2 separate regions of the Zea mays genome follow, and region 1 is linked to region 2. The links are chromatin contacts, called in public Hi-C maps. All regions are on one chromosome and are shown on one strand. Each heading gives the region's core, a stretch centred on a gene start, on an enhancer-like site or on the middle of the called end of the contact. The rest is flanking DNA. Distances are from core to core; before and after follow the strand shown. Region 1 holds the start of LOC542116 (superal 1). Region 2 holds the start of LOC100281588 (purple acid phosphatase).

Region 1 (5,696 bases), core at 32-2,531, 330 kb before region 2:
GCGACCTTGTGCTCTGGCGCGAGGCAGATTACTGAATACATCTCTAATTTTAGGTAGCATGGTTGGAGACAGTCTAAGGCGAGCGGGCGACCAATAAATAGGCATAAATGTCGTGGTCATCTTTTCTAAGAACAGAACAAAAGAAAACGTTTTAACCAATGACAAATGTGAGTAATTCCACCTAAACTTTAAGAGTGAGTTAAAAATACATACTAGATTTTGACTGCTTATGGTAGAGTTGGAATGTTTGGCTAAAATTTTATAAAGCTAAGCTAGATTTTGTAAAGTGAAGCAAATCTAAACGCTCCTTAACAAAATGGCTTATATTCTCGATAGAATTGTTAGAATCCGAAAAGAGAAAAAAATCTTTAAAATTGACTTGAAATTGATTTTCGCTTTTACTAGAAGCATATAAGAGCAACTCCAACAGCCTAGCTAAATCAATTAGTATCGGTAAAAATAGAAAAACGGCGCTCAAAACTCGATCCAACACTCTTTCTTCGCTTTTCTTTCCCGCTAGGCATCCTGTTAAGATCGCTAATCATCTTTGGTGAGCACACTCAGCTCACCATCTCCGTTCCCGTGGCTGTGAGCTTGCCTGCATATACGATGAACACGGATTGACCGCAGGGGCGACGCCAGAAAATAAAGTTATTGGGGTCTGTTTTACTAATCATCATCTAAATACACTAGCTAACAATATATTTGTATAGTATTTCTTAAATTTTATAGGGGTCAAGTGACACCAATAAAACCCCCTAGCTTCGCCTCTAATTGACCGGTACAACAGTTCAAAAAGGCAAAGAACAAAATAGGTCACGACGCCACACACTTTGCTGGGTCTATCTCACGGTACCTCTTTTCAAGTTGCTTGAAGTTCTTCTTGGCAATCGCAGTCTACAACAACAACGCCAAACCGACAAGTGATTGATAATGTTGTGATGATAGATATGCAGTATACAGTATGTGTGTAGTACCTTATCTCGTACTTTGACGGTCGGATCGGTACCTCGAGTGGCGGTCTGTTGTCAAATGATTTCCACAAGAATTATAAAGAGTTTGTTTTACCTTAATGTTTAAGAAGTTGTCTATTTTTTTAAGTTCTCATGAAACTCTAAATTTAGCTAGAATTATACATAGACTCTTGGAGTTGCTCAACACATGATATTTCTTCTTCTAGTTTTAAATGCAGTGGTTTTGACCGGATCTATAACGTTTATACCACGCGCTGTAGCACGATCTACGGCCAGGACACGGTCGCCACACGACGACTCCCACCCGCAGCCACCGCACGGCCGTGTTGGCACCAAACCGCGTGGTGGTGTTAGGCTCTTCGCCCAGATCAAAATCGAATCGATCCCCCAACCCGATCGCCTCGTCGTCAAAAAATCCCCATTCGTTCCCCTTCTCGCCTCCACGAGCCTTCACAAATTGCCCTCTCAGCTCTTCTCCTAATCTCACTCTAGCCCTAGCCAAATCCCAGACCCATCCCAGCCCTAGCGACACCAACCAGCTCGCCAGCGACCATGGGGAACCCGGAGAAGCTGATGAATCAGATCTTCGACCTCAAGTTCACCTCCAAGTCGCTGCAGCGGCAGGCGCGCAAGTGCGAGAAGGAGGAGAAGGAGCAGAAGCTCAAGGTCAAGAAGGCGATCGAGAAGGGCAACATGGACGGCGCCCGCATCTACGCCGAGAACGCCATCCGCAAGCGCACCGAGCACATGAACTACCTCCGCCTCGCCTCTCGCCTCGACGCCGTCGTGGCCCGCCTCGACACGCAGGCCAAGATGCAGGTCATCGGCAAGTCCATGCAGTCCATCGTCAAGTCGCTCGACTCCTCGCTCGCCACCGGGAACCTCCAGAAGATGTCCGAGACCATGGACAATTTCGAGCGCCAGTTCGTCAACATGGAGGTCCAGGCCGAGTTCATGGAGGGCGCCATGGCCGGCTCCACCTCCCTCTCCACGCCGGAGACCGAGGTCAACAGCCTCATGCAGCAGGTCGCGGACGACTACGGGCTCGAGGTCTCCGTCGGTCTGCCGCAGGCAGCCGCCCACGCCATCCCTGCCGCCAAGGATAAGGAGAAAGTCGACGAGGATGACCTTTCTCGCCGCCTCGCCGAGCTTAAGGCCCGCGGCTGAGAGGTTGTTTCAGGCTTTATCAGGTGATGATAGATTCATCCTAGCCCCCCGTGACCTTAGCCTATGTTTTGCTGCGGTAGCCTTTGATCATTGTTGAAGAACTGCTATCGTGAATCGTGAGTGTGATGCTTTATAAAATTGTGCCCAATTGCATGTGAAGGTGGTCAGGTATGTATATCTACTACCTGTTGAACCAAGCTTTTTAGCGATTTGAGTTGTACTCTAGAGCAGATAACTTTAGCAAATAATGGCGTACCTTAGCAATGGTATAAGAATTTCACAGGAATTAGTTCAAAAAATACAGGAAAACACAGGATTCAAGAAATAATCCATTGTTCCTAAGGAGGCCTAAGACGAACAATATATATTGTGGGTTCTTTTCTTATATCTTGCACTTACAAATGACCAAATATAGCTGTTAGAGCTAATGTTAATGAGCTTTATTGTCTGTATATGCCTAAAGCAGTATAGCACTCCCTAAAACCACTATCATGGATGTTAAGTGGTTCACAGGCTTGCAGTGCTATAATGAAACCTGATAATGCCGTCGATGGAAATTTCTCTAGGTAGCATCTTAAAAAAGTGGCTGGTAAGTTTATGTTATGAAATAACACTTGCCATAATAATATATTTGTGATTGATGACTGTGAGGACCATGCACTTATGTGATTGTGTCTGGTAATATCCAAGCTCTGTTTGTCTTAGTGAGTCGACCACATGAATGCCTATTATGTTCTGCCACACTCACCTTCCTGTTCCATTAGCTGCTAGTGCCAACTGCCAGCTAAATCCTAAGCGTGTGTTTGGAAAATATTGAACAATAGTGTAAATGCATAAAGCTTGAACCTTTTTTTACTGTTGATGGTACTGTTACATGATTCTGCATTGGCTCAACCATATAGGCATGAACAAGTATGAGATGAAGCTGGGTAGAATCGTAGTAAAAAATTAACTGATTAGTGTTTTATGCCTGAGGTGTTCCAGTAATAAGATTGATAGTATAGAAGTAGGGAACTGTCACTGTCTTGAATCAAAGAAACTGCGTGAAAGATAATGGTTTCTCTTTGCTGTAAAAGGTTATTGTTTGCACCACAAAGTTAAAGTTACTATGCGACTGGCTCTATACCAGGACCATAATATTATCAATCAATTCATAGCATGTTCACAGAATAAGAAGAGGCTGTGCAGTGTGTGTAAATTTGTGATGTAGTGTGCCTCTGTTAGAGAAAAATTCCTATTTGGCACTAGAAAACTTCTGCTTTCGTATTTCACAGAGGTGCCCCCCCCCAAATGTTTGTGTATTTACTGTTATATTGCTTACCCAGGTGTACAAAGAATATTTCTGAAGGCACGCATTGCATTTTGCACACTCGTAGAGTTTTTTTTTTTGTCTTGCATATAAATAGCATCGGCTCAAATTCATACTTCCTGAGCAAATTCTGTTAACTCTGTTCTGTTTATGGCAGTTGATAAATCCTCTGCAAATGTTCTCCAGCTTATCTGTTTGGTAAACTATTGGTGGCCGGATAACCTCTTCCTCAGATTTCTTGAACTCAGCTTCTATATGCTGTGAAATACTTATGATTTATGGAACCTAACTTGGGTATGCTAACATGGGTGTCTGCTCCTTTGCAGATGCGATTCAGGCTTATGCTGTTGAGCCGCAATGACCCATTGTCCTGTGGACTGCTACTCATGTTTGGTAGATTCGTAAATACTACTGTTATATGCTTGAAGGCGTGTGTTGGCATTGCCATGTGGGGTTTGTGTGACTCGATGGAAACTTTGCTGTCTTATTGTACTTTAAAATCCAATAATTTGCGCGATTGCGGACATCTGTGATTCTGTGTTTCTGTCTGGGTCGCCCACATCTGGTATGAACAATGTTGAAGCTGATGCTTGGCATCAGTTTGCCATACCGTTGATTCTGTTGCCTTAGATGATCGAGCTGTCATCAACAAATTCATTGAGTGTTTGCTTCATGGTGAGTTTAGGATTGGAAAAATCTTGCCTAATTAAATCCAAAGAAACTTTACCTGTTCTACAGAGCACAGAGAAAGCAATTCTCGTTGGGAAGTCCGACGATACCCCCTGACTGGTAGCAGCGGTGGCCTGTATGTTGTCCTGGACCTGTAGAATACCGGATCTGAGAATAAAAAGCGTCTGCAGCGGTATCCGGTACCTCATCCTGTATTTTCCAGGGGGGCGGCTCCATCCTATAGATATAGGGGACGAGGGAGCGTCCGACAAGTCCTCCAGCTCCTGGCTCCTCTCATTCGCGTGACTGGGCATGGACCCGTAGGACATAGAGGATACAGTGTACAGGATACCGCTGCGGATAAAATTTATTTAGGGGAAGAAATCTTTTGGAGGAATCTCTAAATTAGTATTTAGGGGATGCAATATACAGGCTACCGTTGCTAGCAGTCTCATGCCATCTTGCAACCACTTTCCAGTCTAACGCAACGCACTGAAATTTTGATATGCTTTAGCACACAGGCACTGTATGATTATTTATTGGGTACTGGACTGAATTTCGATCTGAACTTCGTCTGCAGTGTGGTTGAGCTGATGCTGCTTGCGCATCACTCGTGGGCTTTCCCAGCCCAAATTCGAAGACAATCACGATTTCGAAAGTCTCTGTTTTCTCGGAAAATTCCTAGTTCATCTCGGTTCAACACCTCTCTGAGTTTTACCAAATTCATATGTAAAGGAAAATACGTTTACCACATTTAACCAAAATCATATCAAATACAAGTAGATAACAACGAATCATTACCGCTACACTTCTCTACTATATTAAAGCAACAGTTTCTATGGTTCCATGTTGCCGTCATTCTGGAGACCTATGTTTAAATAGTAAAAATACTAAAATTATGTATAAATAGGGATTCGAATTATGATTGTTGGTTCTAAACCCACATTCACACCCACCTAGCCAACACAATGTATATGTCCTTTTGTTTTCGAATCATGATTGTTGGTTTTAAACCTATATTCACATCCACCTAGCCAACATAACACATATGTCCTTTTGTTTTATATTTTATACTTAAGTATAAATGAAACCGTAGCAATGCACGGTCACTTCGCTAGTGCAACATAATGGAAGAGCATGGTGATCTAGTAGAAATAGTCATATGTCCTTATGTAACAGCAACAACATGTCTAGTCATGCTTCTCACGTTTGTTGCCACATCAACAATGGTAGCGTATCCATGTTGTATACGCATGCGGGAATGAAACATTGTGATGTCGATGTACTAGCACCACACGAACATTGAAAGGGAAGGCATGTTGGATTTATGTCTAAGAAGCAATCAAGATCCATGAGAAGATCTTTAGGGTAAAAGCCATTAGCAAGGGTCTCTCTCTATATAAAGGGACCGATATGCTTGACAGACGTTAGCTGTCACTGCCTCTCCTAAGGATTGTGCGCGTTCAAGACATCGTTGTTGTTTCTCTCATAGTACACACGATGCTAGCATATCTGCATCACAATGTTTCATCCCAGCATGTGTGGATACCGTAGAGATGTTGTTGTTGTTGCTGCGA
Region 2 (5,348 bases), core at 118-2,617:
CATGGTCAGAAGAACTGAAGAATAGCAACTAAAGTTATTAAATTGTGTAAGAACAGCAGAACATATAGATCTGATTAGTTCGATTCTTTGGTATTAACACGATTAGCCTAAGAATCTAATATCATCACTGCGGTCTTAAATACAATGTCAGAATATGGCTAAAGAAACATTAACGTTGCCTTATTATCGTGATATTGCCAAACCATGACACATCGCCCTTAAATGCAAATATGATTACTCATTTATTACATAGTAAAAGTAGCTGGCAAGTCTTTTGCAGAAACCAATGAAGGAAGAATCTTTTAGAATATCTCATAGAAAAGGAAAACATCCAATTTTCCAGCTATTAGTCTGGTGGACCCTACCCATGACAATATAGATCATAACCATTCGAGGTTACTAGGAACCTATTGTAGTCCAACTAAAAAAGGATAGAAAGAATCTTGAATCATAGAAACAACCATCTTAAGTAAATCTACAGCGCGTACTCTAGTGTGAAAAAAAAACCGAATAGGAGAACACGGCCAAACTACATATTTATTGGCCGTAGAGCTGTCATTCAAGAAATAGTAAGAGCAAACAAATAGAAGAAAGAACATACGGAGCAGCACAAGTGTGCAGATGAGGAAGGACAAACGAAGACAAATAAGTCTCAGGCACCTGATAACATGCACTTCAATTCCAACGACAGTACCTCTTTCTCTTTACTTGGTTTTTTCTTGATGCGCTAAAGGTGAGCAGAAACTAGGAACTATTCTAACAACTGAATTCATTTCTGCTTGGGATTTCATACTCACCATCCATTTAACAAGAGTAGTAATTCTGAGTGATTTTTTCTTAACACATCAGTAGGCTCAGGACACATAACCTTTGCAAAAAGTGTTTGATTTTGTTTATAATAAGTTCTGCACGAACAACAGTTCGCACGAGTTTCGTTGTATCCCCGATTTATTGGGCACCAAGAACTCAAGAAGTAGTGTGGTGCCAGCCAACTAGTGTCGATCTTGAGCCTGATGAAGAAGCAAAGAAACCTAGCCAAAATATGGATAAATGGATTTGGACTAACAGGGCACCACGCAGTACACCAGTACACAACACACCGAACCAACGTAGAGACAGAGACAGAGACAGACAAGATTTGGATCTGCTAGCAAGCGAGACAACTCTTCAGAGAAACGGAGGCCGTCCTAGGATTACCTGCCAACGAAAGAGGAGACCAATTGGCGCCCGGGTGGACCTCCGCACCACGGGGAGATGAGCAATGGCGGCAGTGCACCCTGGAACGGCAGGCGGAGGAGCCTTTCGGCGGGCTCGTGGTCGGCGGTGCTGCCGCAATCACAATCAGACAATCAGTCAGTTTGGCGAGCAAAGCCGTGACGGAACGGCAAATATAAGAGCCCAGCCCACTCATTTGCGACGCCAGCCTGGACCGGGAATCCGGGATGAGTCACATAACTGACAAACGGGTCCCACCTGCGACTGCGACACTCATTAAGGTTGGTTGGCGGCGGGCCCGCCGCCGTCTCTCTCTCCTCTCGTCACCTGACAGATTCCACGGTTTTCTGGGCCGGATCTGATCATCAGGATAGGATAGATCACTAGCCTAGCCCAACTAGACCCAATAGAGCCCATTGCGTTTGAGCCAAAATAAGAGCTCGACCGAAGCCCACTATGAGAATAAACCGAACCGAAGTGCAACCATCCGTCACATCACAAACCGAAAAAGGCCGCGACGAGCCGACCAGCTCTACTGCCCCCTTCCGGCCTTCGGCGACCGTGACGAGCAACGACGACCACGGCGACGATGGCCGCTTCCTCCCTCTGCCACGGGCACTTGCTCCTGTTTCTCCTCGTGTCCGTCACATCGGCCTGCCTCGGTACCGCGGCAGCGCATCAAGCCGGGTAGGTGTCCCTGTCCTTCACCTACGCTCGTTCCGTGATCCGATCGGCCGGATGCTTTGCTGACCGCTCTCCCGATTTGGCGCTTGTCGTTGGTGGCTCTAGGTCTGGAGAGGGTTACACGATCGCCGGCCGCGTCAAGATCGATGGTAAGTGATCCAGCTCCCACTGCCTAGGTTTGCATCGTTTAGGGATTGTATAAGTGTCACTCAGTTCTAAATTAGTTGCTCCTGATGTTGCTCTGGGGTATATCTTTTGCAAGTTTCGATTTAGTGCTCTTTTTGGTTGCTGGATATGCCTGTATTTTGTGTGGATTTCAAACAATTCATTCATGTAACTAAAGCTGCCTATTGAAGCAGTTTTGATTGCTAGGAAATTAGAGGTATGCAAGCATTTACTGAATGTTGAACTGACGCAAATTGATGAGAGCCCGGCTGCTTGTTGGTTTTAGGATCATCCATGGTAAATGATTTTGTGAAGTTTTAACTAAACTTATAGCTTGCAAACTTAAGTACAGCCCTGAATTGTGCAAGTGTGTGTGTGCTTTTCCTGTTCTCTGGTGTTTAATGCAAACTAAAATGAATCAGCAGCTGTGTTCTGTCCGAAAAAAGGGGAGTATACAGATGTAGAAATTCTGTTGTTGATATTTTGATTTCTGCTAATGTCAGTGTAGTAACCTAATGAATTTGCAAGAAGATCTTTCTTTTATGATAGAATGATGCCATGCCAGCATGGTTTGTGATAAGGTGCGTGCAATTGGAGGGGCTCTGATATGTTTTTGTCTGGCTTCTGTCTCTCCACACCACTAAACTAGTTTTCTTGATTTGTGGATATCCGCGTTGCTACGATGTTCTGATCAATGCTTCTGAAATGGTTTGTATGTGTGTTGTTCCCTGAGAGTACTCTTAGCTTATGGATATAGTTATGGGATTTACAGTGAATGATTTGTTAATTTAGGTTTATTGCACCTTGAAGCATGCTTGAAACCTAAATTTCAAGCTGAAAGCTACTATCACATGCTGTCCATCTGATGTTATATATGTGCTATGGCTATAGGCATGAGTGAGAAGGGCTATGGTCTTCCAGCCAAGACATCAAACACAAAAGTGATACTTAATGGCGGCCAAAGGGTTACATTTGCCAGGCCAGACGGCTACTTTGCATTGTATCCTACAAATGATTCATTACCGTAAGTTTCAAGTTTATTTTCCATTTTCTAGCAAATCCACATGTGTTACACTGGTATGGCTCATGCTATCATACCTATGTTTTCAAGTCGCCCGACTAATCGTGATTAGTCAGGTGGGTTGGTTTTGGGTGGCCGATCAGGGCAGGCCGATTAGGACACCTGATCACCCTGGCCGTTTGACCAGTTGACGACTAGCGACGATTAGTCGATCGATCAGGAGCTTCTATCCGACCAGGGTTCGCCGCCTGTCAAATTTTCGTGGGCTTCTTTTGGCAGGCCATGATCGTGTATGGTCTGATTATGTGTCTTCCATGTTGTTCTAAACCTATATCTGTTTATGATCATGTATGGTCTGAAATTATGTCTTCCATGTTCCTTTAAACCTCTCTTCAACGCCTGCATTACTTTAGGGTCATTGGGGAGCTACTGTTTTCAGTTGGATGAACAAATATCTTCTCTTAAATCAGTATTCCAGAATTCGCGAAAGGGCCTCTAGTGAATTGGTTAGGTGGTCTGGGTAGCACTCCTCAGGTCATAGGTTCGACTTCCCGTGGGAGCGAATTTCAGGCTGTGGTTAAAAAAAATCCCCTCGTCTGTCCCACGCCAAAGCATAGGTCTAAGGCTCGGCCTCGGTCGCGGTCGTTCTCACATGGGCTTCGATGCCGCTGTGTATGGGTGGGGTAGGGGTTTGGGGGTTTTCTCGACCTGTGTGAGAAGGTCTTCTTAATACAATACTCGGGGGCTGTCTTACCCCCCGCAGGTCGAGTATTGCAGAATTCATGTCATATGGACTAGTGGATGACTAGGGTCGACCAGAGGTCGATTAGTCGACCTAGTCGTCGACTAATCACGATTAGTTGCCTGGTCGCTCAACCAGAAAACATAGTATCATACATTTATCCATCTGTTGCTGATAAAATTTACCAAGCAAAGAAGCTGTAGCTCTCATCATGTGCATACCATTAATTCTTGTCTACTCTTGGTTATATATTTCCTTGTATATAACCATAGTTCGGTCTTAGCAGATCTCAATATTTGCTTTATTGTTGCTCCTTGACCTGATATACTTTAGCCACAACGTGCCAGCTGGAACTCATCTGATTGAGGTCTCCTCAATTGGTTACTTCTTTTCCCCTGTAAGTATTTATTACACTTGATTTTGTTGGTAAGGTGAATGGAAATTGATATGAGTAATTTACTCCATATTTCTGATGCATGATAGGTCCGAGTTGATATAAGTGCAAGGAATCCTGGATATATTCAAGCAGCATTGACTGAAACCAGAAGGGTTCTGAATGAGCTTGTTCTGGAACCTCTGAAAGAAGAGCAGTACTATGAGGTAATGGCTATATAACTTTTTGTATACTTGTTTCCTCACTTCTCACTGGTAGCTCATGTTGAGTTTGACCCAAACTTGGTTATGCTTGGGGCTAAAAGGCTTCGTTATTGTTATTGTGTTTCTTCACTTCGTGCTTTTGATAAGTATTATGAAAGCAACCTCGTTAAATGTTCTCCTTTTCAACCTTTTCAAGGTTAGGGAGCCGTTCTCCATCATGTCACTTTTGAAGAGCCCCATGGGGTTAATGGTTGGTTTTATGGTCTTAATGGTCTTTGTGATGCCCAAGATGATGGAGAACATAGGTATATTTCACCTCTTTTACATCGAATGGATACAAGCTTTCAGTTATTATGTTTCACTAAAGCTTGCAACTAGCAAACAGCAGCTTCTACGAGCAGTGTTGCATGATACAATGGTAGAGTTTAGTTCTATTTACTGAGCTCTGTGCAACAGCTGACTTTCAAATTTCTAGAGCAAGCAAGGCATCAAGTCAATTAGTTTGAACTGTTGCACTTCTGGATTTCTTGGTTATAATGTGTCCTTTCTGTATTTATTAATGAGATGGGCTTTAAATAATGTTTTAGTGATGATTTTCTTAACTAAAATTTCTTATGTTTGTACTATTTATATTATACCTGTTGAACACATTATTTATATTTAGTTCATTGTTATCTACAACCTATGCTTCTAAATTGTCTTGATTGTTTCATCTTAAAATTTGAATACAGTAAGTTGACAATGTTGGCATCTCCCAAATTCACTTGAGAGAAACTTTAGAGTACTGTTTTTTCCTATCCTATCAGCTGTTGGCCTCATGATGTACTTGTCATCATTGATTGCATGTGCCCTCTAGAGCTTGTAGAACGGTTCTATGTAGATAACCTTTTTTAGTTATTGATTGTGGTGGGTTTTAGTTATAGT

What was found. Hi-C and Micro-C count contacts between places; a contact is called where the count stands out from the background.
Region 1: a contact with region 2 is called in a Hi-C map of ear, with 4 times the contacts expected there. The contact joins the promoter of LOC542116 here to the promoter of LOC100281588 in region 2. A contact is called at or near these places in 6 of 25 Hi-C or Micro-C datasets (ear, endosperm, leaf and 1 more).

The regions. Positions count from the first base shown.
Region 1 is chr9:99,905,758-99,911,453 of Zm-B73-REFERENCE-NAM-5.0, reverse strand. It overlaps LOC542116 (superal 1), which reads left to right and starts at 1,281. Exons shown (of 2, transcript NM_001329492.1): 1 at 1,281-2,164; 2 at 3,777-3,982. The coding sequence starts at 1,527. The coding sequence ends at 2,141.
Region 2 is chr9:99,576,532-99,581,879 of Zm-B73-REFERENCE-NAM-5.0, reverse strand. LOC100281588 (purple acid phosphatase) reads right to left here and starts at 1,367. Exons shown (of 10, transcript NM_001154507.3): 1 at 1,198-1,367. It overlaps LOC100277198 (ER membrane protein complex subunit 7-like protein), which reads left to right and starts at 1,680. Exons shown (of 7, transcript NM_001407177.1): 1 at 1,680-1,902; 2 at 2,005-2,048; 3 at 2,956-3,088; 4 at 4,161-4,224; 5 at 4,311-4,427; 6 at 4,621-4,729. The coding sequence starts at 1,805.